Regions from separate parts of the Strix aluco genome. Here region 1 is linked to region 2. A link is a contact called in public Hi-C data. All regions are on one chromosome and are shown on one strand. Each heading gives the region's core, a stretch centred on a gene start, on an enhancer-like site or on the middle of the called end of the contact. The rest is flanking DNA. Distances are from core to core; before and after follow the strand shown.

What was found. A called contact is a pair of places that touch in the nucleus more often than the background predicts.
Region 1: a Hi-C map of brain shows a contact between it and region 2, with 2.3 times the contacts expected there. The contact joins the promoter of TAPT1 here to the promoter of FBXL5 in region 2. A contact is called at or near these places in 2 of 2 Hi-C or Micro-C datasets (brain and heart).

Annotation. Positions count from the first base shown.
Region 1 is chr4:17,258,846-17,263,657 of bStrAlu1.hap1, forward strand. TAPT1 (transmembrane anterior posterior transformation 1) reads right to left here and starts at 2,917. Exons shown (of 14, transcript XM_074822186.1): 1 at 2,651-2,917. The coding sequence starts at 2,891.
Region 2 is chr4:17,004,788-17,009,769 of bStrAlu1.hap1, forward strand. It overlaps FBXL5 (F-box and leucine rich repeat protein 5), which reads right to left and starts at 1,807. Exons shown (of 11, transcript XM_074822160.1): 1 at 1,655-1,807. The coding sequence starts at 1,780. It overlaps BST1 (bone marrow stromal cell antigen 1), which reads left to right and starts at 4,713. Exons shown (of 10, transcript XM_074822162.1): 1 at 4,713-4,903. The coding sequence starts at 4,860.

The DNA of each region.
Region 1 (4,812 bases), core at 1,667-4,166, 260 kb after region 2:
CGGGACTGTTGTTGAAAACGATTGATTTTAAGTTTCCTCCACCTGGCTAGACTTTCATGGCCTAGATATTATGAGATAATCACTCCTCATGACTGAGGTTGATTAATACACAAGCTCCAGACTGTGACTGCAAAACAGTCTCTCCAGTGACAGGGGATGCACTGAAGCACAGTCACTCAGCCACCTCCTTTCTGAGCACTTACTGCCACCCAGCATCAGCCCTAGTTCTGTGCCAGCTGTGAAACAGATCAGTAGCTGACCCTGTAGGAAAATCACAGTAAGCAAAAGAACAGGATGAGACACCAAGGCAGGACAGAGTAACAAATAATTAATAATTAATTCTAATAAAAAAATTAATAATTTGAAAAATTCTGCTATCAAAGCATCATTTCATTTCAAAACTAAGTAGACACTAATCCCTACTTCAAATGCCTTTCCCTACTTCAAATTTCTCTCCTCTGCAATCAGAAAGTTTTAGACTGTGGACTATGTTTAAACTGTTCAGATAGCATACTCTTAAAGCTTAAAGTATTCTCATTTATCTCCCCACCTCAGGACAGAAAAGCACAAGCATCTTCAAAGCATAAAAGGCCACTAACTCCTTCAAGGTAAAAAGATAATGATTTACCTAAGTTATACTTCAATGCATAGCTGCACAAAGGATAACCATTAACCAGAAATGGAGAGGAAAATCTGTGCAAATGCAAAATGCAGTGCACCTCAGCAAGTTTCTGTTGTTATGTAAACATAACTTTAATCCTAAATGCAACAATTCCAGGCACTCACTCCACTCCCCTCAATCCTAAATACACACTTCTTCCATAAACACTCAAATCAATTAAGACTAAACCAGCACATTTAAAAAAAAAAAAGTATTTCCTTCTCCTCTAAACAATTTCTGTGTACAGTACTGGTCCTGCTTTACCATCGTGAAAAAACCCTACTTCTATCTACTATTTAACATATTGCTACCATTAGATGAGTTATAATTTTCAGTTGCTCTATCAAGAAGCCTGTTCTATTGTTTTCTTGTCCTGAAGAGTCAGAGTGCGCCAATGATTTTTAATTAATTTTTAATTTTAAATCAATTGCTGGAACATAGTTAGGAACTCCACACACACACCCCAATAACAATTTCCTTATTTTATAAGTTATTTGTTCAGCTGTCTTTCAGGTATATCAGTATGTATCTTGACCATTCTTCTTTTCACCACAAAGCAATTCGTAATACTGCAATCAAGCCAATTTCTTATAACTATGGAAATTACATCAGTCTCATCAACACCACAGAACTGCAGTCAATGATGCTGCATGTCCTATGACATAACCCACGTCAGAAACGGACACAGTACCTGTCAAACTTAGAAGGAAAGCATTCAATTGTTGGCACATGATTTAAGTTAAACTCTACTTCCTATTTTTTGTTTTTCGTATTTGATAAGACCTGCAGTATCACATTCAAGCCAACACTGAGGCAGAAAGCCTGGATATTTGAACACCACTTTGAGCACTTTCCAGATTTTCAGCAAGCCACTCAGGAGTATGGTACTAATAAAGTTATTTATAACCTTACCAACACTAAATCAGGCTTTGCCACACTGAGTGACAATTTTTACAAAAAAGGCATGGCTATTTTCAAAAATTACTCTGCAGATACCTGAAATAACCAGTTCAAGTGTAAATGTAAATATAGCTGTAGATTGATCGCAAAGGCCATGACATTCTTCCTTATTTCTCCCTATAAAAGCCTCAGTAAACTACACTTAGTTCCAAAGACTTCTAATAATCTGCATACAACTTCAAGGCTCTGACAGCACTGATACTTTCAGTAGCATAGGCAAAGACACTATGTGTATATAATAAGAACGGTTAAGGCAGAGAAGCATTTCTCGTACTTCAGCAGGCAAGTGAAGCAAGCCGGGCAGCCCTCCCGGCCCGCGGGGCTCAGGAACCACAGGGCCCAGGTCTGAACCGCTCTGCTCCTGTCAGAAGCCGCCGTTCGAGGCACTCGCTGCAGTCACTCCTTGGCAGGTATCCTAACAACCTGAGTTTCAACGTCAGTGTGTAACACTTCGATGGATGATGCCCGTGTTGTTTAAAACCCCCTGACTATCACCACCAAACATGTTGCGTGACAGGGCACATGGACTTCACTGCCCCCGTTCCCCTTCCTCAACACGCTCCCGTGGAAAGTAGGGGCCCACGCAGTCACGCCGAGGGCTCTATTTCACTGACACGGGCGCGTTCGCTGACTAAACTTAAGGGCAGGGAGAGAAGAGGCAGCGGAGCCGCCGGGGAAGCTCCCCCCCCGATGCCGGAACGGTGGCACGACGCCGCTCTCCAGGCCCGCGAGGTCCCGGCGCACTTTTTGAAGTAGCTCACTGAAGTTTGCACCGGCGGGCGGCCGCGGCGCCCTCAGCCCCGCCTCAGGCACCCACCCCGGCCCCAGCCCCTCAAGCGGGCCGGCCCGGCCGGCGCTGTGAGGAGCCAGCGCTGGCGGCGCGCCCCGGAGGCGCCGCCCGCCCCGGGCAACGCCGCCACGGCCACCCCGATCTCCCGTGGGGGGCCAACCCAGCCCGGGGACTCTCGCTGCCCTCCACCCGCCCCGGCCTGCCGAGAGGTGGCCTCCCGCCCCGCTGCCGACCCTCACCCGAGAGGCTCCGCTTCTTCTTCCTGCCCCGGTCGCTCTCGTAGAAGCCCAGCGTCTCCGTTCGCTGCTGCGGAGACGGCTGCCCCGGGCCGGCGGCAGGCGGCCGCGGCTCGCGGCTCCCCCAGAGAGTTTTGGGCTCCCCCCGGCCGCTCTCCTGCTGCTCCGGGGCGCCGCCGCGCCGTCCGTCCTCGCCGCTGCCCGGCGCGGCGGCGGAAGCAGCGGCGTCGGCAACGCCGGCCATGTTCAGCGCCGCCCGCTCCGCGCCCGCCGCCCCCGAGCCGCGCGCCGCGCCGCGCCCCGGCCGGTGACTCATCACCGCGCGACAGCGGCGCGGCCCGGCCGCCGCGAGAGGGCCCGGCGCGGGGGGCGGGGGCGAGGCGGGCGCGGCGCCATGTTGCCGTTAACCGCCGAGGTGCCAGGAGCCCCGCGCCCCGGCCTCGTCTCCTTCCAGCGTCTTCCTCTGCCCGGCCTCCGAGCTTCCTGTGGTTTTGTAGGTACCGCTGGGCACAAGAAAGACATTTGTGTTAGGGGAGAGATTTAGCGGGCCCTCTGCCGTTGTCGTAAGAAATGTGTGTAATGGCCACGGTTTCACCCCCACATGGGCTGGGTGACAGTAGTTCAAAACAGTTGCAAATAACGTGATTAATCTACACTGTGCCATGCAAATAAAGACCGTGTTTGGAAATGGAAAGCAAAAGGTGAATTATTAACTCTAAAGCCAACAGGATTTCAACAAACTGCATGTGTTGGACCAGACCGGGCACTTGAGGTCACAGACTCGCGCTCCCAGGGTTTGTGTATCTCTTCCCACAAGAGGCTTCTGGAAGGAGTCGTTGCTGCCAAGCCCATCTGCAAAGGACGGCTGCTGTTGTAACTTCCCAGCTAGCACAGAGCTCTCAATGCTGCTCTGGACACAGGGGGGCACATGTTGGTGCTTGAGGGGCCTGCAAAGGTCCACAAGGCCTACCAGCCCAAGAACCAGGGTCTGAAATCTTGTGGTTCATGAAGTGCCGAGGCTGGACAGGCGGTTAGTTACTGGCAACATGATAGTGGTGATGATAAGGCTTGTCAGAGGCCATACTAATGAAAAATAATTGTTCCTGTCACAAAGTGCTTGTAATTTATACAAGAGTAAACATGAACATAAGAAACAGGGAGCTCAAGGTAACAGCGAAGCACTTGTTTGCAGGGGAATTCACATGGGCACGAGGACAAAATACCTGGCCTGAATTTCAAGTACAAGGTCTCTTTCACATTCAGTTCTCATGTCCTTATCATGCATTCAGAGGCCAGATTCAGCCAGTTTAATATTTAGCCACTCATCCAGGGAAAACAAAGAATGCTTTATTCTTTCTTTGGAAGGCCGTAGTAGTCTTCCTCTATAACTCTTAAGTTAGTTGTACAGTTGTCTCAAAGAGCATTTCAGGCTTTGAATAGACTAGAGGTGCCAAACTCCATTGCCATTAGTGGTTCCAAATGCCTGAAATCTGGTAGGATTAATTCAAGTCTTGACATTTTCAGGCAGTGGAGCACTTCTTGCAGGCACTCATAGTGCAATAAGAGTATCATATAGGGAGCTAATAGTGATAGACTATATGTTACCAGTTTGGGCTTTCTTCTCCCATGTTTCCTTTGTGGATGTAAAAAGCAGTTGGAAAAATAGAATGCAGAGCAAAGAGCTCCAAAAAGAGCTGAAAAATTCCCTCAGCTGGAGTGCTGTTGCAGTGCATGCAAAATTACGTGACACCCTGAGAGATACTCTGCTTCCAACAGTGTATAAAAGCTATATCCATTCATAAGATGCATTGCACAATATTTAAGGACAACAAATTGTCACAAACTTGTTTTAAGTCTTACCCAAAAGAAAGTTATTGCAGCGTCAAGCATCATCTAAGAACCAGCTATGTTCTTCTTCCTTCAGGTCCGCTGAGAAGCTATCTAATGAATTCCCAGCACCAGTTGTGACAGCACATACATTTTCTATTCAGGGGTTGACCCAAGATAACCTTGCTTAGTTTAGAAGAACTTCCAGTTTTCCACTTGAAGTAGTTCAGCTGAAGGCACAATAATAGTATTACTGCAATACGGTTCAGCTAAGAATTTGCTCATATTTTTGATGCTTCAAAAGCACATTGAGCAGCTACCCTTAAGTTTCTACCCAC
Region 2 (4,982 bases), core at 557-3,056:
CACAGTTCAGAGGTTTTTCTGATGCAAAGCTAGCGTTACTCTAATACAAAGGTCATAGGCCAGGCACAGTCTCCAAGTTCTGAAACAGGGTTAAAGGATGCAAGCATCCCGCATAAAAATTTTTAGAAAATGAGAAATTACGTTCATTGCAAACCGGGTAGTTTTGATCAAATTTGCCAGTATTTAGGAAAACCAATCACTCCGGCACAGCCAGTTTTACTTTTATCAAGTCATGGTAAATTTGCTCAAAACTTTGTGGGAGGCTCAATAAAAGTGACAGAAATGCCTCTCTAGGAACAAAACCCAAATGACTACAGTATCTGGAGGTTCAAACAAAACCTGTCAACAATACGCTAACATTGTTGCTGGGGGCCAGGGGGGAGAAGAGTCCCAGGTGTTTGCTCCTCTTCATGTAAAATCCACTCTGCTAAGATACCACAAGTTTTTATGCTGTCACAGATTAAAGTTAACTGCAAACATACTCACAGATAAAAGGCAAAGTGAAATTATGGCAGGTCTCACCTTCTCCTCCCCTCAGACCCTCTGTTCACTTAGCTAACCTAGCAAAAAACAACTCACATTTCCTCACCCAATTTGCAAATTGAACAGGCTCATGCGAAGGGATCTGGTGAGCCCCAGAACGCTACAAGGTGGCATGTGGAAAACAGGCAAAGGAAGCTAGAACTCCCCCATCCTGCTGGCAGTAGTAAGCTATTATACTGTCTCTCATGTAACTTCACCCTCCCTTTAAATGTCTTTGAGCCAGTCTGGTTCTCCAAACAGCCATTTATGCCCACAGATGGGAGGCACTACTTCTTTCAGTAGGAGTGCTGGCTTTGAAGTATTTGCCTGAAACCCTTCCCTCACGCTCAGAGCTGCTGCAGCAAAGTTTGCCTTTCAGGTGACACATCAGCCTTGATTATTAACTACCCTGGTGCAGGAATAAAAATTACTTTTGTCCACGAGTAAAATTATATATATTTAAAATAAAAAATCTACCTAGGGTATCTTTAAGCGACTCGCCAATTAAACGCTGCGCATAAAAACGCAAACACAGCCGCTTGCAGACTGTTAGCGAGCACTATGCACAGCACCGGTGCCTCGCCCGGCACCGTTTAATTAACAAAAATGGACAGGCCTCGCCGCCTGCCTTCCCCCTCAGTACTACGGGCCCCCCGGGGCCTCACTCGCCGCCCCGCACCGTAACGGGAGGGGCCGCTCCGCCGCAGCCCGCCCCGGCGCCCACTCCCTAGCTCCGGGGCAGCAAGCCCGGGGGGGTGAGCGCCGGCGCCCCCCTGCCCGGCGGCCCGGCAATAGGGAAGGCGGCAGGAAGGCGTGGTCCCCGCAGGGAAGCGCCGCTCCCCCGAGCTGAAGAGAGCGGGACACCCCGCCGGCAGAGCCGCCGGGGCAACAGGAGCGAGGGGAGCCCCAGCCCAGCTCTGAAGGGGCCGAGCGGGGCGTAGGGCGCGGCAGGGAAGGCGGCACCACCAGCCCCACTGCCCGCGGCGGGTAGGGCCGGAGCGCCCAGCAGCCCCGCAGCAGCGGTGAGAAGTTGCCGCCGGGGCCGGGGCGGCGAGGCGCTGACAGCTGCGCACTCCCGAAATCCTCCCTCCCGCCTCAGGGGAGCGGGGCAGAAGCCGCCCCCCTCCACTACCTTGTCGCAGTAGAGCCCCACGAGCTGCTTCATCCGCCAGTGCGGAGCCGAGAAGACGTCCACCTCCTCGGGGAAAGGAGCCATGTTCTCCCCATAGAGCCCCGGCGCTAACGGCGGCGGCAACATCCGCCGCGCGCATGCGCCGCGGAGAGCGCCCCGCCGCCACGTGACCATGGCCGCCCCGCGAACGCCGCTGCCCGGCCCGGCCCGCCGCGCGCATGCGCAGCCCCCCCACCCCCCTTCTCGCGGGGAGCGGGCGGTGGCGGCGGGGACCGGCTGACGCCCGCCTGGCCCCGGCCTGGCCCCGGCGCAGCGCGGCTGCTCCGCCGGTGTGCGCGGCGGGCAGCCCGCAGAGGCCAGGCCTGCAAAGCGCGGGGCTGACCGGGGCTGCGGGAGCGGCTCCCGACGCAGGCGGGCTCCCGGGCTGTGCGCGGGGCACGGCCGCTGTCCCGTGGTAGCGGGTCTGCAGGCCCACCAGGTAACCTGGCACGCCGGGGGCACGGCAGGTTTTATGCCTTTAATTAAATTGCAAGAAGTTAAAAATCGCGTCGTGCATTTACATAAAGTCAGGAAAACTCGCTTCACCCAAATAAACTGAGGAGATGACAACGTGTGAGGAATAAAGAGGGTGTCTGCTGATGAACTGGTGTTGGTGATAGAAGATGTGTGATGCGTCCCAAACTGGCCTGCTGCGGGGAATCTGCCCCCAACTTTTTGCAGCACCTGTGCCAAAGAAGCAGAGTTAAATGCTGCGTTTGTTCAACATCCAAGACAAAAAGAGCAGGAATGCCAGCGCTTGATACTCAACTGTCCATGCAACATTTTGAAAAAAGTAGGAACACTTCACAGAATTGAGAGTACACATGAGTTTGACAAAAGGTGTAACTGTCAGTCAACATAGCAGTGTGTAGTAAAATTCCCAACCAGCATGGCAACGTGTAGTAATAGTAAATGTCCCAGAAATGCATTGTCAAACTTGAAATAAATGCAGCAGGCCTTTCTGACTGAAAACTATTCCTGTACAAAATCTGTCTTGCAGATATTAAATAGATTAAAAGCTAGCGAGTTTATAGATGTAAGCAATTAATTCTAAATAGAAGTATTTCCAGCACATGTTTTTAGTCCAGTATTCCTCAACGTACTAATGCTTGCAAATAAAATGAGAAATTATTGCTGGTAAAAGTAGTAGTGAATTGAGAAGGAGAGATCACGTTATGAGGGTTATCTAGATCACACTGTGCACAATAATCTTTTTATCTCTTTAAGGAAATGAGGCTTAAGCAATTGCAGTATTGGGTGTTTCCCCTTCCATTCATCCTTTCCACCTTCAAGGACTTTTGAAAATGCTGGCCTACTTAATCATATTTGCAAATATGTATGCATCTTGGAAGGTTAAATTCATACAACTTTGGGGAAAAAAAGCAGTTACACATGCGAGAAGAAGAGGAAGGCAAAGCACAGGTGTTACGCAGCTGGCCACCAAGCACCTGGTTGCATTTACTACTTGGCTAATAAGCACAACTCTGGCTTTTGGCTTGTGCATTTCTTGCACGGAGGGTCTATCATAGCATACAGGGGAACAGGTGAGACATTGGGTTACTGCTGTAGGTAAAATTGTGCACCGAAGACACAAACCATCAAGAAACAATGTTTGGTGAAGTTCGTTGCTTACAGAGAAGCTTGTTAATGTGAGCAGTTGCAAGGTCACATTTCCCCGCCTAAAGCATGAAGTCGTACAGAATTGGGGTTATTCTGCCAGCAATTCATGCCTGAATAATAATAGAAGATTAATGTTCCCACCTGTTACACCTTTCTTCTGCTGGAAGTTGCCACTCCCATGTGGTGGAAATAACAAGAGAGAACATGTCTGTTCCTCATCTTCCAGGGCTTCGTAATATAAACCTATGCTAAATTTCATGGTTGTTAGAGTTAATATTCAGTTTGTGACCTAGAGTATCTCCAGAGCAGATATCCTGCCAATTTTGCTGAGTCTGCTTCATGGGCTATAACCTCTTCTAGGAGAGAGGGGCAGAGAGCGAGGGACAGTGATGTGCATCCAGCATGAATTCCCGGAGCTTGGGAGGCAAGAGGGGCAGCCACTTCTTGACAGTGAAGTACAATACTACAAAAGAAAGTGCCTGATAATGGGACTAAAATATTGAATTTTTTATGGACAAGTTTAAGGGTAGACTCTTCATTCATGTAACAGGAAAAAACTTCATGAGATCCAATGACTGGAAGCTAAAAGTAGACAAGTTCAGGCCAGAGCTAAGGTTTGGCTCTCAAGGCTATCAAACCATTGGCACGATTTCCCTGGAGGTGTGTTAGTTTAGCCATCATGTGAAGTGTTTAAATCAAAACTAAGAACATAAATTAAAAATGGCTGTGCTGAGTCAGATCAGAGGCCCTTCTGGCCTGATGTTTTGTTTCTAGAAGTGGCTAGTGAGTAAAGGGAGCTCAGTAGGGGGTGAGATGGGGATCCCACCAGTTGTTTGACTCATTTCCACTCCCTCTGGGATGTTAGGAGAAGTCGTCTCTTGTTCGGAGAACACAACTGAGCAGCACCCACATTTTCTTCTCAAAGTTGATGAGTCCTCAACTTGTACTGTGTATTTTAAGCAGAAGTTTTAGTCTTGATGCAAAAATTGGTGATAATTTCTGCCCTGTTCTATATAGAAGATCACATCAGTGATACCTCTGGTTTCTGCTAGCCCTGAAATTACTGAGCAAAATCTGGTTGCAGAAAAGTTGATAATAAAAAAAAAAAAAAATCATTGACTTCCATGGATTATTGCACTCTCTAATCCTGAACCCAAAGCAGTGACTTGAAACCATTTGATTAACGTGCTGGTGCCCTATCAGGATGTCCATGTTTCAGACAGGTTAATTAGACAAATAGGAAGAAAAAGCATCAGAGAAGTAACTGAAGTACAGCATTTGCTGCATCTCCACCATATCAAGCACAACATTGCACATCCCTTTCTGGGTAAATCTGGCTTTCCTGAAGACTCTGCTGCAGGTAACAAACCAACTGGTTATCTTTCTATCACATTTACAGGAGAAATCCATCATCAGCAATTTACTTGATGATTAGCAAGATTTTGCCTTCAGCAAAATCCATCATCTGAGTACCAGTGCATCAATGTAAGCATGACACTATACAAATAAGTACATAAATAATGAAGATGTATGTATTCACTGAGGCATGGAGACTTTAATAGAAAAAGAACCATCATGTTCCTCAGAAATGTGAGTCCATAAACAAATTACTCTAAGGTTGAAAAAATATTTTTTTTTAAAAAGGGAAAAAAATAGTGTGATTGTATTT